Regions from separate parts of the Mus musculus genome. Here all the other regions are linked to region 1. A link is a contact called in public ChIA-PET and HiChIP or PLAC-seq data. All regions are on one chromosome and are shown on one strand. Each heading gives the region's core, a stretch centred on a gene start, on an enhancer-like site or on the middle of the called end of the contact. The rest is flanking DNA. Distances are from core to core; before and after follow the strand shown.

Region 1 (4,414 bases), core at 874-3,373:
GTCTTCAATCCTGGTCCACTTTATTTTCTGAACAGATCTATATTGATCCGTTTGGCCAGGCTGGCTGCTGGCTGGTAAGCGCCAGGACCCTCCGGTCTCCACCTCTGCAGCACTGGAGAAACAAGCCCAAGCCACCACACCTACCTCCAAAATGGAAGATGGGGATTTGAACTCATGTTCTCATGGTTATGTAATGCACACACTACCAACTGCCACATGTACCCTTCCCTGAAGACTGTTTTCTTAGAGGTCACACATACAATTTTTAAGGCTTAGTCTGTGTCTTAAACTTAGTCCCTAACTTTGTGTTATCAAATCCCAGATAGCCCGACTTTGATAACACGGTACATTTTCATTTCCTCTCATAAAGAAAGTGAAACATCTCCACCATTGACAGTCACCAACAAAGTCTCAGGGCTTTGAAGAGAACAAAGAGTCCCATTCATAGCCCAGAGCAGGACTGAACTGGAAGGCGGTTCATCTTCCTCAAGTCCCCAGCCACCCGTGTCTCTAACACAATACACCTGGAAACAAAGACGGCTTAGGAAGCTTTCAAACGGATCTCCTAGCTGTTCTCCTCTGGATGCCTCGCCCTGCTGTCCCTCCTGGCCACACATCTGGTGACCATGTGTGGCGGGCGACACTAATGAAGACTTTCCTGAGCGAGCCGCAATTAGCTCTGACTGCCTGGAAGCTTCGCTGGGCTGTAGCAGAGGAAAGGATGGAGATAGCAGACTGGTGTGGGGGGACAAAGGGGACCTCTTTCCCTTCTCAAAGCTGAACTTTCCCAGGCCCCTGGGAGTCCCACAACCACTGCAGGGAAGGAATGTTTTCTAAGGTGTAAGTTAGTCATCCTATCCTCCAAAGGAGAATTTACCCGAGTTGATTGAATGCAACAGGCAAGCAGCTATGCCATAACCTTGGAACAATGGAGAATTGTTCAACGGCAGCCGCTCCCCCCACCGCACCCCGCCTGGCCTGCGAGTTATACTTCCCTAACAGTTTATATGCTCTAATACAATAAATTGGTCTGTTTTTCTGTTTGATGGATTGGAGGGCACCAGGGAAGGAAATAAACTGTACACAATTAGGCTGTTTCAAAAATACATACTTTTGTTTATTCTACGTCTCTTCCCCCTCTCAATCAAGCTGCTAATACAACTGTTTTAAGTTTCAACAACAACCATATTAACTGCGGGTCTCCACATGAAACAGAAGTGCCAAGACCCGGAGTCTGTCTCCTGACCTTACAAGCTCAGCCTCCCAAATCCTGCTTTACATGTCTGTCTGATGAAAGCACGACCATTTGTTTTCCGTGTACTCTGGTTGCATCATACTATGAACACTGTATGTGCTTGCTCCATATCGGATACCAACAATAAATGTCTTTGACAGAATATTATCAGGAACTCTGAGGATAAAAGCACAGAGCTTTTCCATGGTTACTTCCTTTAATCTCTATCTATGTTTAGTTTCAACAATTCAAGTCTCAGTACGTGAATTTAGTCAGTAAAGGTTATTGATGATAGCAAGCCTAGTTCACACTTAGATGCTTCAACAATCTCAATACACAGTTGCATATGGACCCTCACAACCCAACAGGTACAGAGACCATCAGTTAAACAAAGAGAAAACTGATTCTGGAGGCTGAGCCTGGTTGCCTCTCCTAGACTAGATGGAAGGCTTCCTGCGCCTCTCGTGGGTGGAATGGAAGGTTCTATTTTCTCTAGGGTAATGGGCCTCTCTGTGATCGCTCTCCCCGGACCTCAGCTGCCTCCCTGGGCTGTCTTCCTTGAGGGCCTGCAAGCCTCCACTGACATCCAGGAGGCCCTCGGGACTCTGGAGGCAAGAGAGCTCCCTGGTTTGGAGCAGGTCTTAGTGGCCCTGACTGAACTTACACATAGCGACCACTTCAGTCCCAGGCTTAAGTAAATGAACCTCGCCAAGACTACAAAAAACAAAAACCAACCTAACTGGTCACTAGGGCTATTACAGTGCACCCACCAAGCCAAGCAGCTCCTTATATGAAATAAATAGAGAACCAAGGAATCAGCAGAGAGAAACAGTGTGGGGCCATCCCCTCCTTTAAAAGAAACCAAAACTGACAACATTACATACAGGAAGGAAGTGTGGCTACGGATAAGAGGCAGTAAGTACATTAGATTATAAATAAATCGTAGCTCATGGTGTCAACGAGATACAAGGGTGAAGAATCTCTTAATAAGAGAACAAAAAGGGGGTCTTGCTGATCATATATACTTGAAAAGAATTTTGACACTACACAAAATAATAAAGTGACTATATTAACAGTATTCACAAAATTTATAAAACTCTATTGGTCTTTTCCAAATTCCTTCCCCCTTAATAATTGCAAAATGTGAATGGCTTGGCTGTCTGGCCCCCAAGTCTTCAGGTTGCACAAAGCTTAGTCCCAAGCAGCAGAGCTTTGTGTCTGGCCCAGGAGGCTGCCTGGTGTATCTCAAAACTAAAGCCATCTTCCCAGTGTTGGTAGAGAATCTGTCTATCTGTCCATCTGTCTGTCTTAATTTTATGTCAGGGATAGATTGGGGATTGGGGAAGCAGTTTACCACATAGGACTCCTTTCTCTAAAACTAAAATATTGAGGGGCTGGAGAGGTGGCTCAGTGAGTAAGAGAACTCGTAGTTTTACAAGCACCTGGGTTGCAGTTCCCAGCACACACATCGCAGCTCTTAACCACCTGCATCTCCAGCTCCAGAGGATCAGTGCTCTCTTCTGGTCTCCTCAGATACTCTACACACATGTGCTGTTCTTACATACATGCAGGCAAGCTCTCATACACATAAAAATAAATCTTTAAAAAATTTTAAAGCATGTGACTCAAATTCATCTGTTGCAGAATTTCAGTATAACTCCAAATTCGGCATAAGTTAGCTGCAGCATAGAGTCTCTTTCTAGTGTTGTCATCCCACCATTAAGCTTTAATTTATTTATATGAATAGAAAATTAACTTTAGCATTGATGGCAGTTGGGGCTGTGCCAGTTATTGACCATCAACTCCTGGGTTTATGGAGGGGTTAGCTCAGTGTAATTTGTAATTATTGTCAGTGGATAATCTTCCACTACACATACCTAACCTCGAGCCCTGTGGCCTTCCCTGATGTTCCTACTATGCCTGACAAAATATTTTAAAAACCCCAAGACACGTAAAGAGTAATTTTTATGGTGACTAGGATTTCTGATTCTATGAAATGGACACAGAGGGAAGTCTATATTTATGTGTACAAATAGTCTTTATATGTGAACTTGACATTTTTACTGAGTTGAGAAAGAAGCCACAGACAAACACAGCCAAGCAACCTGTGGCCCAATCCTCACCAACATCAATTTGCAGGCCCTGGTCCCTACCATTCACTCTTCCATGGCCAAAGAGACAGTTTCACTAAACTATCAAGCCAGTGATGTATTATGCACACATCTCCACCCTCAGGATTTCAGGAAAGCAATGGGAGAGGTTAAAAAGTAAAGTAATGAAATACCCACGCCATGGGTAAGGGCTCTGGAAGTCAGTGAATGCTGGGAACCATAGGAAAGGATCTGATGACAAAGAGGTTTTATTATCATAGATGCGGATGTTTAAATGAATGCACACATTCCTCTCCTGTCTCGCTTAAGCTCAGCAGGATAACATAAGTCTTCACAGGCATGTTATCAATGTAGAAGCAATAAAAAAGTCACCCTCTTATGAATTACTATTTACAGTATTTCACAAGAATGGCATTCACACCATCCAAGTGAGCATGGCTGTTTCTTTCCATTGAAGGGTACCATGGACACTTCGTAGGTTAGCATTAGCCACAGGGAGGAGGGGAGGAGAGGGAGGAAGACATTTTCAAACATTTGAACTCTCTCTGACCCCTGTACGTTATTTAAGTATGCACTTAAGACAATTCAAATAAATAACACACATACATACATAGAAAGCAAATATCTAGATGGCTAGAGAGAGTGAATCCAGATAAAGTGATGGGTTCATGAGCAGAGATGAACCATCTTGAAATCCGTTTCTTGGATAAGCACAAGGAGAAATCCCATTAGGAAGGAATGTTCCATGACTCCAATCAATAATTCTGGAAGCCAGAGTATAGATTTGCTGTAACCCAGCCATGGCAAGCAGAATTGAGTGATGAGAGAAAGAAAGAGCGAGAGAGAAGAAAGAAAGGGAGAGAGAATAGAGAAAGGGGGGAGAGAGGGAAGAGAGAGAGGAGAGGGGGAGAGAGGAGAGAGATGGGGAGAGAAAGAGAGAGGAGAGAGGGGGAGAGAGAGAGTAGAGAGAGGAGAGAGAGGGGAGAGAGGAGAGAGAGGAGAGACAGGAGAGACAGGAGAGACAGGAGAGACAGGAGAGAGGAAAGACAGGAGAGAAAGGGGAGAGAGA
Region 2 (4,723 bases), core at 1,941-4,440, 510 kb before region 1:
TCAGCTGAGGAGTCAGTGGGGTAGTTTCCTCTGATGTGTTTGTTCCCTCTTGAGCCTCTCATATGTCAATGCAAGACAATGCAGACCCTTTTGAGACACCTTTGATATCCAGCCTTAGTGGAAAACTTTAGAATATCCTAACCCACAAAGAACTTAGTCCCTAACCCTCCCTTACAAAAGTTTATTTTCAAAGAGATTGAACACAGGCAATGATGTACATTGCTCTACCAACCTATATTAGGAAACCCCTATTACATAATAATATGATAGTTGTCTCAGCTACCAAAATGGGAAAATGTTGCCATTAGATGAGTAATGTCACATGGTCCACCGTGATATATATATATCCCTAAACAGAGGAAAGGTTTGGATTTGGTTGTGTGGTTGTGCGATGCTTCTCATCCTTTGTATTATCTTCTTTGGACCCATTTTTATTCTAGGATAATGAGAGCTTTGCATGAGTAACCTAGGATAGACCATGGTCTTTTCAGACTAACTTTTTCTTACTGCCAAATAAAGCTCTTTTAAATATGTTCTCTGTGAAGCAATCATGACATCCATTGGCCAACTGGATCTGGGGTTATGCCTGGATACTTTCCACATTGCACGTGGCTGTCAATTTGAATTGTGTATCAACTACCCATCATATTTGGCACATCTGTATTTAACATTGGCATTAATTTTACCCTATTGTTCTAATTGCAGTACTTTGATGTAATGACACCATTCAATTCACAGATGGTACTGGTGGGGGGTTATCCCAAAAAAAATATAATGTAATTTTAATTTGGAATGTGAGAATGCCAAAAATAAGCGCTTCACTGATTAAGTTATCTGAGCCTGCTAAACAGTTGAACATTTGAACTGAATAGGAAAGACTGGGAAAGGGAACAGCAGGTTTCAGACCTAACCTACTGCAAGCGTTTTGTGTTTTGATTATAGACCATGGGGATCCCAAGTCTTATCGGTTCCTAAAAAAACTTTGACATACTTAAGGAAGACAAAAAAAAATGATAGTTTCAAATAACATCAAGGCATTCTTTTGAAAACAAAGTCTTTGATGATCAGGGTGGGGCTATAATTTGAAACTCAAATATTTAATTTAAAAAATGTATTTATTTAAGGTATCATCTCAAATTTGACATTCACACAGATCCATGCATCTCTTGGTGAATCGCTATCATAAGTTTTATGAGATTATAAATTAATTCCCAGGACAATTTGAACTTTATAGAATCAAGTTAGGTGATAATTGAAATATTCCTCTGCCCAAAGGGCACAGAATACTTTACCAACATAGAAATGACTAGAATACAACGTTTGTGTCCCATGTGAACACTCCCACTGCTCCCAAGCTGTGTAGGAGGATTGGTGGCCCCATGATGACCAGCTTGGATCAGGGCACAGGGGCTCTAATCCCTATGAACATCTTTATACTCTGCCAGAAGCTGCAGGAGTTCATTAAGGCTGCATGAGGCTTCAGAGTACAAAAGGCTATGCTGCAGCAATCTATCAACTTGCTTGAAATACAGAGTTTCAGGACACCAGTGAACTAAGAGATTCTAATTCAAGGAGATACGTTTCATGAAGTGAGTGGGTAGTGGACTTGCTGATTTTTTTTTAAACCCTGGAAAAACGATTTCCAAGGCAAAGCATAACAATACCTGGCTGGCTTGGAGAGCACTGTCATGTACCATGTGCCATGGTCTTCTGGAGGACTGTCAACATGACACACGCATGGCTAATCTGAGACTAGAGTCTCAATCAGGCATGGTCTAGATAGCATTGGCACCTGTGTGTGCCCGTGGAGGATTTTCTTCATTGTTTTAATTGCAGTGGGAAGACAGTGCACTGAGGGTGGCATCCATCATTCCTTATGCTTGGTTCCTGGAATGTGCAAGAGTGTAGAAAGTGAGCTGAGCAGTTGGATCTCATGCATTCTCTCTCTCTCTCTCCCTCCCTCTCTCTCTCTCTCTCTCTCTCTCTCTCTCTCTCTCTCTCTCTCTCTCTCTCCCTCTCTCTCTCCATCTCCCTCTCTCTCTCTCTCTCTCTCCCTCCCCCTCTCTCTCTCTCCCTCCCTCTCTCTTCCCCCCTCTCTCTCTCTCTCTCTCTTTCTCTCTCTCTCTCTCTCTCTCTCTCTGTTCTTCACTACAGAAATGACTAGTTTTTAAAGTTCATGCCTTAACTTTCCTTTGATGATGGGCTGCTAACATGGAACTGTGGGCTAAAATAAATACCCCTGTAAATTGACTTTTGTCAGGGCAAGGATGACAGCTGGGTCTATGACAAAGAGGCTAACGCAGAAAAGAATTGAGGTTTTTATTACCATGACCCACAGTAGCTTGTGGAGGAAAAAGTTTATTTGATTTACATGTCCTGGTCACAGTCCATTGAGGGAAGACAAGACAAGAGTTCAAAGCACAACTTAGAGGTAGGAACTGAAGCAGAAGCTATGAATACTCATTGGCTAGTGGCTTGATCCTTTTAGTAAATCAGCTTGCTTTATCAGCACAGAAGCAGCTTCTCAAGAGTGGCATTCCCCATAGTGCCCTGCACCCTTACACATCAATCTTTACTCTGAAAAATGCCCCACACACCTACTTGCCTATGGGCCAATCTATGAAGGCATTTCCTTAACTCTTCTCAGATAACTAAACCAAACCAGGACAATGGATGGTGCTTAAGCCTTGGGTTGTACTTCTTCAGTGAGGAGGGCTTCCCACTCTGACTGGAGGACAACATGGCTTCAGCTGAATAATAATAATACAGGAAATGTTGGGTAATTTGGTGCTATAAGACATGACTATATGGACATCTTTCCCGTGCTGTAGGAGAAAGTAGAAGAAGACTGGCTATCATTTTCAAGTAGCAGATCTCAGAGGGAGTTAACTTTGCAGAGCCAAACTTGGGTGTGTTTAAGGCAGCTTGAAATTTGAGGATATTTTACTGTAAAACTCACAGTCCTTAGAAACCTGTTTGCAGACATACAGCACGATCTTAGAGCAGCAATCTTCCTAACACCAACACCTGCTGAGGGGAACAGGAAGCCCAGACAATTAAATCTTCTAGTGCTTGTGGCTTACCATGAAAAACAGACAAAAACTGTTCGATAGTTTCAGAAGCTGTGGACTCAGCGCTGAATGCTGTCCCCACTGCGCATGCTCTCAGAACGGCCGTGTTCTTTCAGTTTCTCTTCTGGGCCCCTCCGAGTGTTTGTGTAAGAAGTAGCTGTTCCTATAAGGGGCATGTAGGCACAAAAGGCTGGTTTGTGTTTCTGCTGTAATCTCTCCACGTTCTCTGGAGAATTTCAAAGCCATGCTTGAGTTTGCGCTGTGCTTTTATCTGCAGTAGTTAGTATTAAACATTAACCTACCCTGGACTTTTAAAGAGAATATCTTTTAAAACTATAGGACATGGGACCCATAGGGAATCCTGCAATCCACATGGAAGTCAGAAAAAAAAAGTGGCCAACTCTTCAAAATTTCTGAATGTATAACAACTAGAATTTAGTTCAAAATCCTGGTGCATCATGATTCTGGGGTATTTTTGGCATAGTGACCTGTGGCATCGGTGACCCCACTGAAGCCCGGATTCTGAACACACAGCAGTGAACTTTGCCCTGTGCATGCTCCCTTGCCAGGCAGTGATGATGAACTCTGCTGAAACACCTTGACTCAGAGTTAAGACTATTGTGTGCTCTGAGTAGCAGTGTTGAATGTACATACAAAGTTTTCCACTCCAGCATAAGCATGACGGTCTAATTATGAAAAAGTGAAGCTCTCGACATGTCCACCTTTTCTAGCTTGTGTGAAATTACTTTATCTTTGGATCGTATTGCATTAAAATGTTTGATTTTTGAATTGTGCTTTGTTTTGCTGGCTTAAGTTATTTCACAATTCATCATATAAATTTTGGCTTGGAGTCCGAATAGGATTTCCACTGATTTCTGAAATGGTCTTGAGCACATTACTGCCATTTTTGTGGTAAGTATTTATGCAAAGTGATATTCTCAGCGTTGATGATTGTGAATATCCAACTATCAAGCAGCCCTGAAGGAGACTGAGGATGCCATGTTTCCTGAAGAGTCATTCAGCCAAGACTTAATAATTTATGTAAAAATTATACAAACATCTCATTAATTTGCAGTTGTGTCTTCTGGACAATTATATGTACATGAAGGAACTGTTTCTAAATATATTTTTATAATGGTATTATCAGAATATATTTTATGTATATACCTATTTTATACACACACACACACATACACTGGGGTCTGTTTTGTGTTGGCCAGCTGCTGTTGGGCATAGAATATGCCCTGGAGCAGAATTGATATAACCAGTGACATATCCCTCTGGAGAAAATGGATTTTCCTTCACCAGCAGATATTAATTGTGAACATCTTCTTGGTTAGGGATGGGACTCTGTGTGTGCTTCTCCTTCTCAGTGCTGGGATTTTGTCTGGTTTGAAACTGTGCAGGTCGCAGGTCTAACATGCTGTGGCAGTCTCTGTGAGTTCATGTGTGCATCAACCTTGTTGGGTCTGGAAGATGCAGTTTTCTTACAGTCATCTGCCACCCCTGCCTCTTCCAATCTCTCCACCTCCTCTTCTGCACAGATCCCTGGCCTTGAGAGAAGGGGATTGCTGGAGACGTGCCATTTAGGGCTGAGTGCTCCCAAGTCTTTCGTTTCGGCAAGTTGTGGGTCTCTGTGTTAGTAACCATTC
Region 3 (4,384 bases), core at 1,136-3,635, 660 kb after region 1:
AGCCTACAGCTCTATCTCCCTAAGTTCCCAACTGCAGAACCGTATAGCAACTGAGGTCAATATTCCCAGTGCTTGCACAGGCTGTGTTGTAGGATTTTTTGTTTTTAGGCAATCGAGGTAAGTTGGGATTTGTCGAGTAAAGAACTAATGTATTGTTCTGAAGCAGCCATGGTTTCTTAGCGTCTACTTCCCATCGTGAAACAGTGAAGGAAGATGTATGACCCGCTCAGGCGCATTCTCTGGGGTTCGTCTCTGGCTCTCTAACCCTCTGGAGCCAAAGGCTCTGTGGAGGAAAAATAATAATCTCATTATTTTGGGGTTTGGGTTATTTTAAGTTCTTCCCTTTTTAATTTTATGTGTACAGGTTTTGGCTTGCATGTGACACCGTTTGTGCAGTATTGTGTGCCTGGTGCCTGAGGCCAGAAGAAGATATCAAATCTTTTGAACATGGGGTTACAGGTGGTTTGGCTGTTCACGAAGGTTCTGGGAACTGAACCTAGGTCCTCTGAAAGAGCGGCCTCTTAGCCACTGAGCCATCTCTCCAGCCCCCAAATGCATTAGGTTTTTCTTTTTTTAAGTTCACACACACTAATAGGTTTCATTATGGGGTTTTCATACATTGCCAGCGGGGTTCCTTTACTCAACAATAACAGAGGTTTTTTTTTTTAATATTAAGGCAATAAGAAAATTCTGTGGTTTTATAGCTGCCTGTTATCTTAGCTGAGTTTTATGAGGCAGCATCCCACAAGGCAGTATGGACTAGCCTAGAACTCACATGTTACATAGCCTTGCTTAGCCTTGAACTTAGGAACCTTCCACCCGAGCCTTCCAAGTACTAGGACAGTGGCTCTGCTTCAGCCCTCCGCCCATCCGCGTAGACAGTGTTCCTGGCAGTACCCAGAATGTCTGGAACCGCCAACCGAATGGGGAGAACATGATTTAAAAGTTACGAGGTTTGGATAAAGGTGTGCTTATTTTCTTGAAAGGGAAATGGACCCTGCCACTCGTGGTCTTCATCACTCGATCTGGGTCCCTTGCCCACCACCTCTGAAAGTCAGGAAAACATCAAGAGCCCAGAGCCAAGGACAAATTCTTATTTTATACTTGGGGTTTTTTTTTTCTCTTAAAAACATCCTCCTTTCTTTCTTTCTCTTTCTTTCTTTCTTCCTTCCTTTCTTCCTTTCTTTCTTCCTTCCTCCCTCCCTCCCCCCCCTCTCTTTCTTTCTTTCATTTTTCCCCTGGTGGTGGGGGACAAGATCCCACTATGAAGCCCTGGCTGACCTAGAACTCTCTATGTATCCCAGGCTGACCTTGAACTCACAAAGATCTGCCTCCTCCCAAGTGCTAGGATTAAAGGTATGTGCCTCCATAACTGACTATCTTCTAACTATTGAAATTAGCGTGCCTTAGGAATGATAATGAAGCGGTTAGTAGAACGCAGGTCTACAGTTCCAGAAGCCCTGGATTTGATGCCCAGCATGGCATATCGCAGGCATGGCAACACGAGCCTATGATCCCAGCATTTGGGAAGATAGAGCAAAAGAACCAGGAGTCTGCAGTTCTTCTCAGCTACGGGGCAACTTGGAAACTAGTCCGCTCTACGTGAGACCGTGTATCAGATAAATATGTTTTTGTGAAAGACCATGTGTCAAATATGTTTTAGTGAGAGAGGAAAACTAAAAGAAACGACAGTGATACAGATATATTACATCATCACATCTGACTTTTACAAGAGTTTTTAAGAAGAAAAATCCTTCAGTAAAGCAAAGCAAAGGGGCTGAGAAACAAATCACTTCCATTCGGCCTCACGAAGACTTGCAAGCTCACACACACACACACCCATAGACACACACACACATACACATGCACACACACACACCCATAGACACACACACATAGACACATACATACCCATAGACACACACACACACACTCACACTCACCCATAGACACACACACACACACAGACACATGCACACACACACCCCCATAGACACACACACACACACACTCACACACACCCATAGACACACACATACACAGACACATACACATGCACACACACACATACACATGCACCCACACACACACACATACACATGCACACACACATACATATACACATGCACACACACACAGAGACACAGACACACATGCACACACACACACATACACAGACGCATACACATGCACACACACAGAGAGACACAGACACACATGCACACACACACACACACAAACCCATAGACACATTTGCTAAAAATGTAAAGACAATATATTTCAGGAAGAAAAAAAGATGTACAACACATTCAAAGCATTAAATTCAGCAACAGGAACTGAACAGACCACAGTTTAAGCTTGAGTGAGTATCTTAAAATACTTTTATTGCACTATTATTTTATCAGAAAATAATAGTCTCAGCACAAATTCCTCTTTTCAAAGCTTGCAGGCCCCAGCACTGAGGTTGTCGTGTTTGGCAGGAGAATAGCTCATGTCTACATTAAAGCTTGGATCTTAGAAGTGACATAAACAGGCCTTTTTCTATAAAGATAAAAGGCTAAGCTTTAAAGGGCTCTATATTTATAGATAAATGTTTCCATAGTAATCAGTATGATAAAACTAGCTAATGTCAGCACTCCTTTGCATACAAAAATGGCTTATTAAAATGAGCCAGATTCAGAGAGTCAAATGTAAATTCATCTACCTTAAAAAATTTTTTTATAACTGAGAAAATCACAAATGTTTGAGTTTTGTTGGAAAGCATACCACTTTTGGTCACAGGCACCATGTACTCCCAGGAGCCCGCTAAAGACAACAGTTGGCCGTGGGGCCCCAGGGCGTGTGGGAGGGGAAGCAGCTCATAACAGCATAGACTGTAGCGTGGCCTCAGCTCCTGAGCCCAGAGCACTAAACTTCAGATCCTTGCGCCCGAGGTCAGTTTGATATTAGGAAGAAAGATAGATAGTTCAGGAAATGGGAAAAGAATGTTCAGAAGAAATCAAGACCAAACTGCAACACAATAATGTAGCCTTTATAACAGAATTACCCCACTTGCTACACTGAACAGGTAAGAAATCTACTTATACCTGAGGTTGTCCCAGGATACACGGGTCTGCACTAGAAGCAAATACAGAAATGTCTGTAGCAACCTCCACCAAAAGCCACGTGGGGTCCACCCATAACAGAAGGGCCCTCAGATGAGGCCCATTTATGAGATGAAACACTGCAAAATGAACGCAAATAAACCATGGTCCTGTGTAAATAGACGCCTGCGACCAGACGCAAAATTTGAACTGGAGAATGAGGACCTCAGGACTGGGGTGGAGGGAGACGTCTGAGTGTCCCAGGGCCCTGCTGATGTTGCTTCAGTAATCTTGGCGGTGTCTAAGCTCTGTGGGAAGTTGTCAGGTTGCTCATCCACACTTGAGGCATGGTTTCACATCCATGTCACACTTTAGTAACAACAGAAAAGTGTGGCTCTGAGTCGGTCTGACCACTTCCATGGTGTGTACATGTAACTGTCTCTACTGCAAGCAGTTCAGTTGGCTGTCCATGGTACCTCCTCCCTCCTGTCTCTGTTTGCTAGTGACCATGTGACACTCATAAGAGATGGCTGTCATAACACAAATTGTGGGGTGTATATGCCCATTCCTACCCTATGTGCCCAAGGTTTTGATATTTCTGGAAACATTGTTCTTTTTTTTTTTTTTAACTGTCCAAAGTCTGGGGATTTTTCTAGAAAAAAGATTTTTAAATATGTGTGTGTGCATGTTGTACACTATGTCATATTTGCACGGACGTGTGCATGTACTTATGTGTACACATACATGTGGAGGCCAGAGGTTGGCATCAGCGGTCTTCCTTAATCACTTGCCATCTTGGTTTTTGAGTCGGGGTCTCTTACGGAAACCAAGCTCCCTGGCTCCACAGACAGGCTGACCACAGTGCTCAGGGGCCCTGCTGGCCCTGCCCTTCTCAGGAGTGGGTTTACGCATGCACAGTTCACCAATGAAACCATCCTCTCAGCCTTAAAAGAACCATTTCTAAATGAATGGAGTTACTCTGGACTCCGTGGTGCCTGTGTTCCCTATAAGAGGCCAAGTATGGACAAGAGAGGTCACTACAATTCAAAAATGGGCACTTGCAACTGGCCACCCCCAGGCTGTGAGGGGAACTTCCTTGTCTCTGAGTGATTGACACTTGGAATGTACAATGGTGTCCTTGCTCCCTGGGTCTTGTTTAGTTTGACTTTCTCGTGGCTTCCCGTGTGGCATTCCCATGTCTGATAAATGGAAAATTAATCAGAAACTATTCGACACATTTTATTCCAGGAAATGCTACGGACTGCTATGCCTGCCTGTGTGTTTGTTTTCTCGACTTTCAG
Region 4 (4,921 bases), core at 505-3,004, 640 kb after region 1:
CAAAACAAGAAAACAGCTCAAAGAAATGTTTTTCAACCATGGACACAGTTGGCCTTTCAAGTTGCCTACGTGAGAGATCTAAGTATCCACACTGGCTTCCAAGCACTTCCCTATCCTTTCTCTTCATAATCTAAGAAACAAGACAGATAATATTCTGCTGAAGGTCATGTTGTCTCCTAAGGTCATGTGCTAATTAGCAGTGCTAATTTCTAGAGACCAGATCTCTTCGCACCTTGTTGGTGGGGACACATCTTTACCTGGTGGGTCACTGAAAGTGCTTCATGGTGCGGACTTGGAAAGATGGTGTCTATATTTAGATTGTTGGTGTGCACCACTCGCTGGGTAAACACTGTTGGAGCTGCTTTTGATAGGTGGACTTAGGCTTGCACAACCAATGGAGAGCAGGTAGGTAAGAGAAGAGACTGGGATGTCATTTTAGTTTGGAAACCATTAAATATAATCATCTGTGTATGTGTGTGTGTGTGTGTGTGTGTGTGTGTGTGTGTGTCCATGTAAGAAAGTGAGGGAGACTTAGAGGTGGAAAAATAACACATTCCAGCCCATAATATGCTGCCGCCCTCTGTGTCCCACAATCCATGAAGATGCAGTGAGACGCCATAGGTCAATCAAAGCCAGGAAGGCTGAAATGTGTGCTAAAGTGTAGGGATTAAAATATTATGCCTGACACTGTATAATGCATGGTGGGAGAAAAAAAATTTTCGTGAGTATAAATTAGCTTTACTGTTGAGTGTAAAAGTCTTCCTTTTGGTTATTTATGAAGCTTCATCTTGAAGATTGCCTTCCCTGCGTAACAAGCAAATCAGAATTTGTCATGTGCAAATCTTGTAAAGATTGCAAGGCCGGTGCATAATTAGCCTCAGAAAAGTGTGACCAAACTGAGTGAGAAATAAAAACACTATGTAAAGGCAGGCAGGCCAGGGGAGGTTGGGGCGTGTTTGGGGCGTGGTCAGTCGTGGTGGGCCTTGATCAGGGTGTGGTCGGGCCTTGGGCGGGGTGTGGTTGGAGTGTGGTCGGCCCTGGAAACTTTCACTCTAGGTTTTCCTGACTTGGTGATATATGTTCAAAGTCTGGAGAGAAAGTAAAATTATGTAACAAGTGTTTCTCTTCTGCTGTTCAAACGGCTGCTATTGTTCCTAGATCAAAGACTTTGGTGATGAAGTGCTTACAGGGCTCTGAGTAGGAAGAAATATTTAAATAGGGAAGAACAGAGAGCGCAAGCTGGCAGAAGAAGGAAATAAGGGGTGGGGAGGAAGGGCTGGCGCGGTGATCTGCCAACGGTGAGTGCCTAAGACCCTCAGACTGGAGCATGCCTAAGCTTCCCCGCTGACAACCTCACTCAAGCTCCGGTTGTATTTCTGCTCTAAAAATCAGAGGCGAGCTCCCCCCACCCCACCCCCTGGTGCCACACATGTGCCCTTCTGCCTAATCCAGTGTGTAATGTTCTGAAGTCATGTTTGAGTTTCCTGTAAGGCACACACCGCCCTTCTTCACCAAAGAAAGACTTGTTTCGAGGTCAGATGTTTCTCACCAAGACACGGAGAAAATCCCCAGCTAATTGCTGTTGTTCAAACCCTCTTCCATCTCCTGCCTCCAGGGATGGAAGCCCGGTGCCCCCGGGGACCATTACATAGCAGTCTGTCAGGCCTTCGCGCCTGCGCAGCCTGCTGAGCTCATCCTCTGGCAGGGTGGAGTGCAGGCCAACGCTGGGTGTGAAAGCTTTGAGGGGGAAAACCCAGGAAGTGGTCGGATGACTCCGTGCTGGTACTTTGTTGAGTCAGACCTGGGATGGTTTCAGTGTGCAGAGTAGACACCAAGCTGCCAAAGAGATGTCCATCCTCTCTCTTGTCCCTTGGGTGTTCCTCAGACCTCGGGACCTCTTCCCTCACTTTGATTGCGGAGTCAGTGCCTTCAAGCCCACTGTTCTGTCCCAGCCCAGGTACCTGACAAAGCAGCTGCAGGGCTGCTAACAATACACTCGTTGTGTCTGTAGAGTGAGAGCCAACACAGAGCGTGTCCGGAATCTGATTCTTAGTTGTACAGAGCCTCCTGCAGCCTGTATTCTCTTTAAAATGCTTTAGCTGTTCCTGAATGTCTTCTGGACCAGTTCTTATCACTCTGGCAAACAGGCTACTTAAAAGGAGGAATGGCTCTTTGGGGCTCATGGTTTGAAAGGGTACAGAGGGAAAGGCGAGGAATTCACTGCTGGGGGAGCAGAGGGTACGGCTGAGAGTCTTCACCTCTCCACACACCAGCAGGCAGGAAGTGGGGTCAGGTCACAAACCTCGAGGTCCGCCCCAAAAGCAACCCACTTCCTCCAGAGAAGCTTCGTCTCCTGAAGGCTCCGTATCTCCCCCCACAGGACCACCAGCTGGGAACGGGTGTTCAGATGCCCGGGCCTGGGGGCACAGTCACATCCAAAGCATACATAACGCACTCCTTAATCAAGTCATTGTCTGCACTCTGAGAAGCACTGTCGAGCAAATGTCTTGTCACTTAATCTTGTCACTTGGACAGAGTGGTTGCAGCATAAATTCATATGGAGAAGACATCTGATAGAGTTTAAGTCCTGCACAAAGCAAATTAAGGATTTCTGGGAACTGAGTAGGCAATAAGGTAGAAGGGAACAGGGGGAGGGGGTGGAAATGAACATCCGTGCTCTACCCATGCATCCAAACAGACATTGCTTTAAAAAAACAAAAAGTCAATTTCCATGTATCCGTGCCCTTTATAACCTTCCTAGGGAAGGTTGTAGGACTTTCTGTGGTCTTTCTATACTGTAAATATGAGCGTGATAATGCTTTTCAAACATTTCTACTCCAAAAAAAAAAATTCTTTTAATGAAAAGCTACAGCCCAGAAGTCAAAGGGTCCACACCCACCCTCCCATGCTGTTCATGTCTGTGGGTTCCAGTAATTATCCTTAAAAATTCCCTGAGAGCAATTTCTTAGATTAATGACCTTCAGGGAGGCTGACACCTTCAGAAGTTAGCAAAAGTTCCCCCTCATTAGAGAATGTGCAGGTGGAATTAAGTTTAAAGAGATGGGGAGACTGTGCTGCCTTAGCTCGGAAGATCCTCTGTGGAAGAGGGATGGATGCAGGAGGGTCAGAACACAGAGAAGGGACAGGGGACTGGAGACTGGAGTGGTGTGCTTTGTAAAACAAAGGAAGAAGGAGCCCTGAGCCAGCAAGCTAGAAAGGAGCAGAAAGAGTATTCCCCCCTCGATGCCTGCAGAAGCAACGGAGGCCTCCTGATCCTTCAGTGCAGTGTCGCTCGGAAGCTCCATCCTTACAGGGGCAGTTTCCATGGCCAAGCTCCTGGTGACTTCTGCCACACCTGCCGGATCTGACAGAGAGTGAGACATAGGAGCCCAAGGGATGGCTGCACAGTGAAGACACAGAGATTCCTAGACAGACCTCCCGTTCTGGGCAGCATCTTTTTACTGTGCCAACCTAAGAAAGTCAGCATAAAGGAAACTTCATGTATTGTGGCTCACAGATTCAGATTTCGGGCCATGGTCACTTGTTCCATCTCTCTGGACCTATAAGAGGCAGAAAAGCATGGCAGGATGGGTGTGGACAAGAAAAGCTGCTTGCATAGAACAGACCAGAGCAGAGAAAGGAGAAAGAAGGGAAGAGGAGGAGCAAGGGGAAGAGACGGGAAGGAAAAGGAGGAGGAGAGACAGGAAGAGAAAGGGGAAGAGAAAGGGGAGGAGGAAAAGGAAGACAAGGAGGAAGGGAGAGAGGGAGGGAAGAGGGAAGGGAGAATATTGAACGTCACTGTTTCTATAAACCACTACATTTCTGCTTCACCAAGGAAGAAAGGAAAGAAAGCAGAGCAGAAGTCTCTATATGCACAGTAAAAACACTGAGCCTAGGGTTACTGGGAAGATGGCTCAGCAGTTAAGAGCACTGGCTGCTCTATCAGAGGACCTGGGTTTGATTCCCAGCACCCACAGGGTGTCTCACAGCCACCTGTAATTCTTTTTCCAGAGTATTTTACGCACTTTTCTGACCTCCACAGGGACCAGGCACCCACATGGCAAACAGACATATAAGAAGGCAAAATTTTCATACGATAAAAATAAAGCTATAAAACAAAAAAGTAGAAACACTATAATCCATTCATGCAATAGTCTGGAATCTGCCTTCTGGGCAAGGTGATACCTGTTGGCACTGGGTGGCACTGGGTGGCACGGGGACATACGCCAGGCAAGAGTGCCTGTTGTCCATTTAGAAGCAAGGCCATTGTGAAGTCACCTGATGTTGACACAGGCCAGTGTCTAGAAACACCTGTCAATTTGCTACGTGTCTGATCTTGATTTAAATTGTGGTCACTGTCCAAGCAACCGCAGCAGAATCTTTCTGCTACCATTGTCTTGGAAAACCCACCCTCCCCTTCTCTCAACAGCCCGACTGGCCTTGGTTGAAGAACTGCTTTAGCGAACAGGGAGCTTAGCTCAGTGGAAGAGCAGGTGCCTCACAAGAGCCAGGCCCTGGGTTTGCTCCTCAGCTCCAGAAAGAAAAAAAAAAAAAAAGGAACTGCCCCTGGGCTGTTCCTATATATGGAATATAGGGTAGGAAACCTGTACCTATCCCAGTATGCTTCAACATTCTCAGAGCTGAACACAAAGCAATGCCCTTAAGAAGCAGCGAGTAGTGTCCACAAGGAAATGAGCAGAAGAGATTTATTGCTGGGGTGAGCAAAGAGGAAACCCATGGAGGTGGCAGGTATTACAACTCTCATTGCAAAGAAAACAGAGATTAATATTCCATAGAATAAGTCTAATTGTTTTGTTGCTAAATGAGGTACTTTTGAAAGCACAGGTCCTTTGAAATTCAAAACACGGTGTAAACTAAAAACAGAAGTGTGTCCTTGGTGTTTGTGTGCCTGCGTGCACGT

Evidence for each region. ChIA-PET counts read pairs in DNA pulled down with a chosen protein or histone mark. HiChIP or PLAC-seq counts read pairs in DNA pulled down with a chosen protein or histone mark.
Region 2: a contact with region 1 is called in an RNA polymerase II ChIA-PET map of effector CD8 T cells, with 6 read pairs. The contact joins two enhancer-like sites. A contact is called at or near these places in 2 of 115 datasets of contacts at active chromatin or transcription factors (effector CD8 T cells and large pre-B cells) and 1 of 9 other capture datasets (embryonic stem cells).
Region 3: an H3K27ac HiChIP or PLAC-seq map of large pre-B cells shows a contact between it and region 1, with 6 times the contacts expected there. The contact joins two enhancer-like sites. A contact is called at or near these places in 3 of 115 datasets of contacts at active chromatin or transcription factors (embryonic basal ganglia, embryonic stem cells and large pre-B cells) and 1 of 9 other capture datasets (embryonic stem cells).
Region 4: an RNA polymerase II ChIA-PET map of memory CD8 T cells shows a contact between it and region 1, with 16 read pairs. The contact joins two enhancer-like sites. A contact is called at or near these places in 3 of 115 datasets of contacts at active chromatin or transcription factors (embryonic stem cells and memory CD8 T cells) and 1 of 9 other capture datasets (embryonic stem cells).

Annotation. Positions count from the first base shown.
Region 1 is chr6:144,263,903-144,268,316 of GRCm38.p6, forward strand. It overlaps a transcript of Sox5 not described here. Among named protein-coding and RNA genes, the nearest start is that of Gm38531, 55 kb to the left of the region's middle. Within about 2 kb of position 2,124, at least 51 of the 459 cell types and tissues checked have an H3K27ac peak or open chromatin away from gene starts, as enhancers often do. A contact at or near this core is called in effector CD8 T cells and memory CD8 T cells, where this site is marked.
Region 2 is chr6:143,748,256-143,752,978 of GRCm38.p6, forward strand. No RefSeq gene overlaps it. Among named protein-coding and RNA genes, the nearest start is that of Gm46720, 11 kb to the right of the region's middle. Within about 2 kb of position 3,191, at least 136 of the 459 cell types and tissues checked have an H3K27ac peak or open chromatin away from gene starts, as enhancers often do. A contact at or near this core is called in effector CD8 T cells, where this site is marked.
Region 3 is chr6:144,924,951-144,929,334 of GRCm38.p6, forward strand. No RefSeq gene overlaps it. Among named protein-coding and RNA genes, the nearest start is that of Gm46721, 18 kb to the right of the region's middle. Within about 2 kb of position 2,386, at least 9 of the 459 cell types and tissues checked have an H3K27ac peak or open chromatin away from gene starts, as enhancers often do.
Region 4 is chr6:144,901,052-144,905,972 of GRCm38.p6, forward strand. No RefSeq gene overlaps it. Among named protein-coding and RNA genes, the nearest start is that of Gm32124, 5.7 kb to the left of the region's middle. Within about 2 kb of position 1,755, at least 178 of the 459 cell types and tissues checked have an H3K27ac peak or open chromatin away from gene starts, as enhancers often do. A contact at or near this core is called in memory CD8 T cells, where this site is marked.